Linked DNA regions of Sus scrofa: region 2 is linked to region 1. A link is a contact called in public HiChIP or PLAC-seq data. All regions are on one chromosome and are shown on one strand. Each heading gives the region's core, a stretch centred on a gene start, on an enhancer-like site or on the middle of the called end of the contact. The rest is flanking DNA. Distances are from core to core; before and after follow the strand shown.

Region 1 (4,914 bases), core at 366-2,865:
AACCTTCACTAAGCATCAAAAAGGCAACTCAGCTTTCAATAGAAATTACTTCTACACCTATATATACAAGGATGGTCTTCCTTTCCTAGACCGATTCGTTCTAAGCTAAGAAGCCTTGAGGAAACTAAACAACCTATTCAATCCAAGAAAAAACAGAAAATTGAAGATTTCATTAGTTGTCTAATCTAATATTTTAAAATAGTCACGTTGAACTGATTAAAATTGTTTTAAAAAAGAAATTCACCCCAAATTCCCATCCCTAAAAAATTAAAGATTCAGAAACATACTTGTTTTGTTAAATGTTTGAAAGACAAGGACCTCTCAGCATATAAGCCTGTTGTTCTAAAGAAATAAAACATTTTATAAAGACCACTTTGTTTTGCTTTTTTTTTTAATCCCCAATAGTCACAATTAGCTTATTGGTTAGAGTTCACCTTTAAAAGGTGTCACTAATTATCTAAATAACTAAAATTACTATTCAACGAAACACTAATAAAGTAGCATACTAAATCAGAAGTATAACTTTATCACTAAGTTAAACTTACATCTAAGTATAAACCATACCTAGCACAGACATCAAAAAGACATATTAGCAAAGAAAATCTAAATCAACTGTTTATCCAATACGTCATTAGTAACCTTCATAACATATTTTTAAGTAATTACTACATATTATTTTAAAACTTTTTTTTCCCTATAGGTGCCCTAAATTGGTCAGGGCCATAACTGCAGAGTGTTAAGCAGAGGTCAGATGGGAGAGGCAGAAACAGAAAATGTTAAGTATGACAAACAAAAACGTCCCACAAGAATAAGTTTTCACATCCATCTTTGAATTTGGACTCAAACGCCCAAGAGGAAAAGTTACTCTAATTCTCTGGAGACCTCTTCTGAGGGGCAGGGGTGGAACGGTGGGGGAAGGAGAATTCCCAGAGACAATTAAAAACACTCAACCAAAATATGCCTTAACTTTGCCCTGGTCCGCAATCTAACAAAATGGGAAGACAATGAACATAAACACTCCTGTGTGCCCTCAGAAAAGCAAAGAAAGCTCCCATTCAATGCTCAGCCTTATTCCACTCCTGTAAAGTAAATCCAAAACCACGAGCTCAAACTGCTTCATGCAGAATTTACTGAATGGCGGCCAAAGGCTGTACACGCTGTCCTGAACCACACAGAGGGATATCTAGAGTTCTGCATTCTCCATTTACAACTTGTACCTTACCATGCTTTCGCCACCGCTGCAGAAGCCCATTTTCAAACTGAGACTACGACGTTCCTCCCCGCCCGTCCGTGTGAAGCAGGTTCTCTCCCGGCGGGAGAGAAACTTCGCCTTCGCTCTCCCGGCCCCCGCCCAGTTTTTAAAAAATTGAACTAGTTTGACTCCTCTACTGCAACCAGCACCCCTTTTTAGAAGTCATTAAGGGTAGATGCGTTCTAACGCCCCGGAGTGAATTGAATACGGAGCCCTAAAACTCCTCAATGGCCTTCACCTGGCACTAAAATAATCACCTGTTCAAACTGAGCGGCCCTGGCACCCTCTAAGCGCGGCCGAGAGCGGGAATGCTGTTCCAGTCACCAGTCCCGGGTCTGCAGGTGAAGGCGGCGAACACACATCCACACCCACCGCCCGGGGAGCGCAAACCGAAAGCCAGGACCGCGGCGGCCGGACGCTCCGTTATCCTCGCCCTGCGCGGGCCCCGCCAGGTGAGCGAGGCTCCATCGTGCCCGCGGCGTCCCGACGCTCGGCTCACCCCAGCTCCACTTCTCCCGCCGCCCGGGCCCGGAAGGCGAAGTTTCTCTCCCGCCCGCGGCGGCTACTGCTCACGCGCCGCCCGGCCCTCCCGCCAGTCCCGCCGCCTGCTCCGGCCGGCCGCAGTCACCGGCGCCGGGCCTCGGACGAGCCGGAGCCCGGGACCTGTCACCCCGGGCGGGAAACAAAAGCCGGGTGAGGACCAGCGGGCGCCACCGGCCTCGCCTCCGCGAGGGGGAGCGCGGCGGGGGCGGGGAGCGGCTCTCGCGGCCGCCCGGCTCCGCGCCTCCAGGAGGGAACCCCGGCCCCGCGGCCTGGCGGGACGCAAAGGAGCCCCGCGGCGGGCTGGGGACCTCCGGCGCGTCCGCCTCGAGGCTTCCCCGGCCCCTCTCTCCCCGACGCGCCGTTCCCGGACTGGGGAGCCGCATGAGGAGGCGGGGAGGCGGAGCGGGAAGGCGGCGGGACCGCAAAGGAGGAATTCGGCTCCCGGAGCTCCACGACCACCCGCCCCATCCTTGCGGCCATGGCGCCGGTACCTGTCGCCGGGGTTGCTCTACTGCTCTGTCTCTCCCCGCCTCACCCGCACGCAGCTGTCCCCTCAGCCCGCCCAGCAGGCCGCCCGCGCGCCGGACGCCGCCGCCTCCAGAGACTGGCAGCGCCTGCGAACCGGCCCGAATCCCCCGGGCAGCGCCCGGCGCCGTCCCGCCCCCGCCGGCCGTAGGACCCGCCTTCCATAGGGCCCCGGGGCCGTCAGTCCGCCCCCAAAAGGCGCGCGGGCTGTCGCTCTGCCTGTTCGGATTGGCGGCCTCGCGCTGTCCATGCAAATAAGGCCCCGCCCCCGTCCATTTGCACCTCCGCCTTGGTGTAACCTCCGCCTCTCCACGCCAGCCCACGTGTCTGGCCCTTGCCCTTTGTGGGGGCTGGAGGCAAGGGATGAAGGAAACTGACCCACACCCCCTCACACCGTTCCTTGCCTCCAGGGAAATTAATGCCTAAATAAGCTTGTTGACTTAACAACGGGGTCTCTCCCTGAAAACTCTGTCCCCCTTCCTGCCCACCCAACCTGCCCCGTGGATGGAGAGGGGCAGGCCAGGCTGTTTGTGTCAGGTAAGCAAGCCAGGTTAGCCCCAGGAAACACCACCAGGAACTCAAAGTTGTCTCTCAGAAGTGGGAAAATCCCACCCGGAGAACCGTCGCACATAGCACTTTTCTCTGGACTTGCAGTCATTGCGAAGATTATGCTTTCCCCGCGGCTTTCTACCTTTCCAATATGAGATCCCAGTGGATTGAGACAGCAGAGGGCCTTAGAAGATGTTCGTGGTCTCTGCCCCCTGCCAAAGGGTAGGCCTACTGAGCAAACTCGGCTTCAGCAGGGGCTCTGGGCCCTCCAGCGAGATAGCGATCTGGGGATTCAGGTGAGGGTCGGAACTAGCTGCACCTGGACCTTAGGGAGTATCGCGCTCAATACCCCTCGTTTTTGAGGAAACAGAAACCTAGTCCCGTAGCTCTGGAACTTAAGAATTACATATGGCAACCTAACATCTAGCCAGATTAAAAGCCACAGCTTCTAGTTCCACATCTGCTCACTATACTCTATCACCTCGGTCATTTAGGTATTTATGAAGAGCTGCTTCTACAAATGAGCATTTCTGCCTTCCAGAGGTGGTGCCTGCAGAAATGACCAGGAGAGCCAACACTGAAACCTCCTCAAGGGCAAGGGCCCTGTCTCCGTGCCTAGGAACTCTCTTTTTACCAGATGCCAGGGAGAGTCAATGAAACAGTTTATTTGTGCAGTAATTAGCCAAGACAAAGGTGATTAAAACTACTCTGCATACAGCGTTGATTAAGCACCCATTATGCTCTTTAACAGACAGTATTCATCCTTGCGCTATGTACGGAGCACAAAGGTGAGAGGATCTTGTCCCAGACCTTAAGGACTTCAGCTTAAGAGATAGTGACATCCACACTGCATGTCAGTGCTCCTCATGTAACAGAGACAGTGACAGATGTCTGCAGAGGGAATGGCTATGCATAGGTCAGTGGAGGACTCCAATTAGTGGGGAATCAGCTCTTCCTGGGAGAGTCAGGGAAGCCTCCTTGAAGAGATGAGGCTAGAACTGAGTATTAAAAGTGGTGCTTGCCAGACAGAGGATGTGCAAGAGGAAGGAAAGGAACTTCCAGGACAGAGTAGGGGTGAGGTGGGGCTGGGGGAGGAATCTCAGGAGCAAAAAAATGCAAAGCTGGAAAAGCCTAGTAACTGAGGGAACAGCAAGGAGCAGTGTGGGCAAATCGGGGCTGTGTGGCCATGTCACATGCTCTGGGACCAGGCTCTTCCAGAAGGAAGACAGAAAGACCCGGGAGGCTGCCAGGCAGTGTTGTAACACACCGCAGCAAACAACAACAGGCCCTGTAGATACAGCTGCAGGCTTTTTTTTTTTTTTTCTAGGCGTCTGTGGGGAACAGTCAGTTCCACAGTTGCAGTGGCAGTCTGGCTGGCCCCACCCACTCTCTCAGAAAACCACTTCGGTCACTGCACTTGCCCTCCTCAGCATTTGGAAACACAAGTGCTTGCAATTTCCCTAAACATTGCTGCCCTTCAGAATTCAAAGATAACATGGGCTATGGCTGCAGACACCTGGGTGTGGGATGAGCCACCCTCTCCTCACATACAAAACAGTTCTTTGCAAGGCCTGTCACCAAGGCTGGCCTCATGGGCTTGTGACCTGTGCTTGGATTCATGCTCTGCTATCACTGTCTTCAAATTCTTAGTTGTTTTTTTTTTTTTTTTTAAACAAGGGGCCCCACGTTTTCATTTTGGCATGGGACTTGCGAATTACTTGCCAGTCCTATCTGTCACTGTTAATGACCCTGGGAAAATGCTGGTGCTACTGCTCAAACTGTATCTCATTTAAAAGCACTTGGGGAGTTCCCGTCGTGGCGCAGTGGTTAACGAATCCGACTAGGAACCATGAGGTTGCGGGTTCGGTCCCTGCCCTTGCTCAGTGGGTTAACGATCTGGCGTTGCCGTGAGCTGTGGTGTAGGTTGCATACGCGGCTCGGATCCCGCGTTGCTGTGGCTCTGGCGTAGGCCGGTGGCTACAGCTCCGATTCAACCCCTAGCCTGGGAATCTCCATATGCCGCGGGAGCGGCCCAAGAAATAGCA
Region 2 (4,770 bases), core at 1,718-4,217, 34 kb after region 1:
GGCCCTTCCTCCTCCTGGCCTCCTGCCAGGGGGTTCCCGCTATCCAAAAGAGCTGTCCAAAAGGGCTGGGCTTGGTTGGCCGGGGCCTGGGAATCCCTGGAGTCTCCAGGTTTGTGTGAAGAAAAGATTGATCAGGGAAGGGGTTGGAGAAACAGGGAGCCTCCTTTGGGAGATGGCTGGAATCGGCCCCCTCCAGTGGGCTTCCGTTATCACGTGACTGCATCCCGGGTCTTCGGCTCCAGACTGCTAGATGCAGCGCTCGTGGGGCGCTGGCTGCAGCCTGGACGGCTCCTTCTCTTGCATGGAGCTCCCACACCTGCCCCTACCCCTTCGCAACTGTGCTGCTCTGGGCCCCTGACTCGCCGGGGTTCCAAACCAGGGCTCGTGTGGGGGATGGACAGGTCTGGGCGCGCTAAGGCCGGTGACCCGGCAGGGCTGTGGGAGCCAGCCCGGCCGGGCTGCACGTCCCCGGGGTTATGCACCAGGCCCCAGCACCGGCCGTCCCTGGGCCGCGCCTGGCCAGACCCAAGAACGCGTTCGGAGGCTGCGGCGGCGACGGGGAGGCTGCGCGCCGAGCGCAAGCCGCGAGCACAAACAGGGCGAGGAGGCTGGTGTGAGCGCCTGGGCCCGGTGCCAGCGCGCTGGAACACAATGTCCCGAGCGGGCGGGCGAGCGGGGAGCGAGAACAGCCTGACTCAGCAGCTGGGTAAGTGGGTGTGCTCGCTCACCAGATCAACCGCTCTTGCAGCCTGCGGTCAGCGACGACCCGACTCTCTGAGGCTCCCTCGAGCGGGAGGGGCGAGCACACGGGCCCCGCTCCCCAGCTCCCGCCCAGTGTGTCGCTCGGGACCTCCACGTGGCCGCTTTGCGCATCCCTCTGCCTTCTCGCCCTTCCATGAACGTGGCTCGGAGCGCCCCGCCAGAGTGGAGCAGGCTCTGCCCACGTGGGAGGGTCACGCTCCCCAACCCACCTGCAGGTGTGGCCTGCCATGCAGCTGCCGGGTCCATGCTGTCCCATCCCCCCCACCACTCTGGGAGGTCCCTGCAGGTCTGGGTGTGGGGGATGTAACTCTTGGGTGGAGGCAGAAATTTGTTTTAGGGCAGTGGGGAGCAGAGGAAGATGTTGGGAGAAATGGGATTTAGAGCAAGATCTTCCCCATCTCTGCTCCCAGCTGACCCAGAGTTCAAAGTCTCTTCCTGTCCCCTCCCCTCAAAACCACTAGGCCCCTGAAGATTTCCTCAGAGGGAAGGAGAGGCAGGTGGGGAGGTGCTTTGAAGCCTGAGACCCTGCTTTTCTGCCTTACCCACCCTCCCACCCAAAGCCACAACAAAGACCTACGAATTCTGCCACCCAGCCACAAAGCTTCTCCTTCCTCCTCTGGGTCTGCTGTCCCCTGTGGTCTGGTGTGGATGGATGACAGTCCCAGGACGGGGAGCTCAGATGTCAGTCCAGAGCAGGACTCTTCCTAGGGGGTGGGGACCTGTCCCATGCCCCAGCCTCCTGGAGTGTCTGCAAGGTGCCCCAGGGGACACGCTGTGCTGGGAGTGTGCCAGGGCAGGCAGGAAAGGCCCTGGCAGTCAACACAGCCCTGGGCTCCAGGGCCTTCCAAGGTGGGGCTGGGGGAAGGATCCCAGGCTGCTGAAGTGCCTCACTTGGGCCTCAGCCCCCCTCCCGGGCATCTCTGGCACCCTCTGGAGCCAAAGTTGAGGAGGTGGGTGCCAACCGTCTTCCCACATATACAGGCATACTTCCCACACACGTGCTCACCCAGCCAACGTTCACCAAATCCCTTAGTGAGGAGGTACATTCACTGTCGCCGACACCAGCCTTCTACCTGGTGTGTAACATCTGGCCACCGTATCTATCCCAGGGCAGTGATGGTTCTGAAGCTGTTTGCACACCCACAGTAAGAGGGTCACTCTCACAAGGCAGCCCACTGCCCTTTAGGACTTCCTTCTGTCCAAGGCCAGTCGCCTACAGGACACCTGCCCTCACATGGCCTGGAAGTGACTAACCTCACCTTCAAATCCCTCATACCAGCTCCTCCCCCCTTTCCCACCGTGACCCTCCCCCTCCCCAAACTCCCCATGAAGGCGGATTCATTCATAACTCTTTTCCCTCCTTCACTATCCTAGGTCTGACCTATTACCAGATTCTTCCTTTTCTTGCTTTTATTGCAAGATACATTGTTACTTTCCTCACCAACCTCACAGATGCCATCTTTGGCCCAAATTTCCACAGTTGCTGCCACACTATCCTTTCTGACCCAGGTTCTTCCTTCCTCCTACACACCCTGCTGGAATAATCTTTCTCAAACACTGTTTATTGTGTATGTTATCAACTGCAGACTCTTCAGCCAAGCACACTGGGTACATCCACTGCTAACTCATATGTTCCCTATGAAGGGACCCAGACTCATTCATGAGGTACGCAGACTACAGAGTCCCGCACAGGACCTGGTGTGTAGGAGGAGGGCAGCGAACGTTGCTCACGTGAGCACACCATTCGGGTGCACCCCTTTCTCATCCTCCTGGCTTGGGCTCCCCATTCCTATTAAGCTTATTGGCTTCTCGATGTTCACGCAGGCCCTGTTGTTTTGAGGAGCCACAGTTTTTTTTAAGTTCCCAGAATCTTCCGAGAGGGGTGGTGAAGAGAGAAGCAGACATCCAAATTAACCTCCGGGGTTGTGCCAAATACCAACTGCAAAGACCTTGAGTGCAGAGGAGAATGAGTGTAGCTGCCTGCCGGGAGCCTTTGCGCCAGCAAGAAACAGACAATCCATCAAGGAGGGTGGAAGGCAGAATAGAGAGGGCGTACAACCAGTGGCTTTGGGTTTGCAGAGGGACCTTGCCATCGGAGATTCCAGCCTGCCTAGCTCTGGGCCCCTCATTGATGCCCCCTGATTGTGCTCTTTCTTGGCACCGCATCACACACACACACACCCCAGTGCTCCTGGCCCCATCACCACCTCATAACCCAGCTTAAAGGCTCTGATAATCTCCACCCCACTTTGATCATTTTGTCATCAACTTCCCTCTGCGCCTTATGAGCTGCCTTCAGTCTTATCTATATTTTATTGCTTCTTAATATCCTGTAGTCTTTTCAACTCCAAAGATTAGAAGCTTCTTCATGGCAGGGACCGTGTTATTTATTTATTTATTTAACATCATCTATTTATTTCGAGAGGGCAGCCTGAGATAGGGCACTTGGATTTTGGAAGCCACAGAGATTTGGGTCTGGATCCTGGCTCCAATACTTAGCTGTTTGGCCTTGGGTGAGTGTCTTAACCTTTCTGAGCCAGTTTCTTCATCTGTAAAAGATGCTAGAGCTACTTTCCTTGCAGAATGAGGGGCAAAGATTACAGAGACTACGAAGTGTCCATTGCATAATGAGCAGACAGTAGTTCGTCTTCTCTGCCATGTGGGAGCCGTCCTTGAATTGGGGGACAAGCTTCTTTGACTACCTTTCCCTCCGTACTGGGATGCTTCCAAGCCAGTAACGGGACACTGTTAACAATTACACTGGTTTCACAGACGTAACCCGGGACGCAAGGCCACCCTACCCTAACTCACAATAACCGGTGAGGGCAGGGTTCAGATCCAACGCCGCCGAAACCCAGTGCCTACACATGGCGCCAAGCGTAGTTAAATTCAGGGAAAGTCTGTCGAGTGAAGAAACGAACAGAACCTGCCCTTCCTTCAGTTTCTCAGAGCACCAGCGAGTGAAGAAGCAAAGAATGAAAAAGCTGCCCACGCCGCCTTCCCACCCCCACCCGGGTCCCAGTGTCTCCAGCAGCCTCCTTCCCTAGCCCTCTTCCCCGCCCCTGGTTGTCTTGGAAACAAGTGACGTATATGCAAGGGGCGTGACCTCTTGCCATCCTCTCCCGGAGACCTAGGCCCCTTCTTATCCCAACCTCGGATGAAGCCAAACTCGGATGAGGCTGAGGTTGGAGTCCTCCATGGTGCTGCCCCACGCCGGACTTGGAGCTAACTCCGCTCCCTGGCCGCCTGCCTTGGGCACCCAGATTACCCGATGCCGGCACCCAACCCCTCCAGTCCGCCCGGCACCGGTGAGCTGGCGGGGGTCCGAAGAAAGACGACCTCAGTCCCCAGGATCCCTCTTCACCCCTTCATCCAAGATGGGCCAGTGGATCCCAAGAACTGAGGCCCAGCGCCCAGCCCAGGCCCGTTTCTTCCCCGGCAGCCCTCAGGCGTGCTCCGCGTCGGAGGTGTGGGCGGGAAGGGTGGGACCCCTGGGCGCGCCCCGCGCCGCGGAGCGCGGGGGAGAAGGAGTTAAACAAGGTGCCGGCGCCCGACGCGGCGGGAGTGGGGGATGGGAGCGAAGGGAAAGTGAGAGCGGGGGCGGGGGGGGGGGACCGGAGCGAAAGAACATCCTGTGCCCGCTGCCGGATGCGCGGGGGGGGGGGGTGGTTAGTCCGGGGAGGGAGGGCAAGATGGGGGGAGGCCCGGGGCGGGGAAAGCCGCGGCCTCCGCCCAGCACTAGGTCCTCCGCTTGTGGGGGCGTCGCCTCCTTCACTCCCCGGGCTTACGCAGCGTTTCTCCCGGTCCCCACCCTTTCACCGGAGTAACGAGCTACCTACCGAGAGGCTCCCGAATTTGGCCCTGGCCCGGGGTAAGCACGAGCTGAGGAAGACACTGTCTCGGAGCGTGTGGGATCCACGTCAGGCACCGGCTGCCCCGCCAGACTTTCATCTCTCCGCTTTCTGGCTTTCTGCTGGGGCGGCTCGCACGTGTGCAGCGTCCCCTGGT

Evidence for each region. HiChIP or PLAC-seq counts read pairs in DNA pulled down with a chosen protein or histone mark.
Region 2: an H3K27ac HiChIP or PLAC-seq map of skeletal muscle shows a contact between it and region 1. The contact joins the promoter of ARMC12 here to the promoter of FKBP5 in region 1. A contact is called at or near these places in 21 of 47 Hi-C or Micro-C datasets (alveolar macrophages, blood, embryonic fibroblasts and 9 more) and 2 of 2 datasets of contacts at active chromatin or transcription factors (alveolar macrophages and skeletal muscle).

What each region holds. Positions count from the first base shown.
Region 1 is chr7:31,548,215-31,553,128 of Sscrofa11.1, forward strand. FKBP5 (FK506 binding protein 5) reads right to left here and starts at 1,616. Exons shown (of 12, transcript NM_001315611.1): 1 at 1,510-1,616.
Region 2 is chr7:31,580,577-31,585,346 of Sscrofa11.1, forward strand. ARMC12 (armadillo repeat-containing protein 12) reads left to right here and starts at 2,968. Exons shown (of 7, transcript XM_021098632.1): 1 at 2,968-4,070. The coding sequence starts at 3,936. It overlaps LOC100521322 (a long non-coding RNA gene), which reads right to left. Exons shown (of 3, transcript XR_001297829.2): 1 at 4,602-4,770.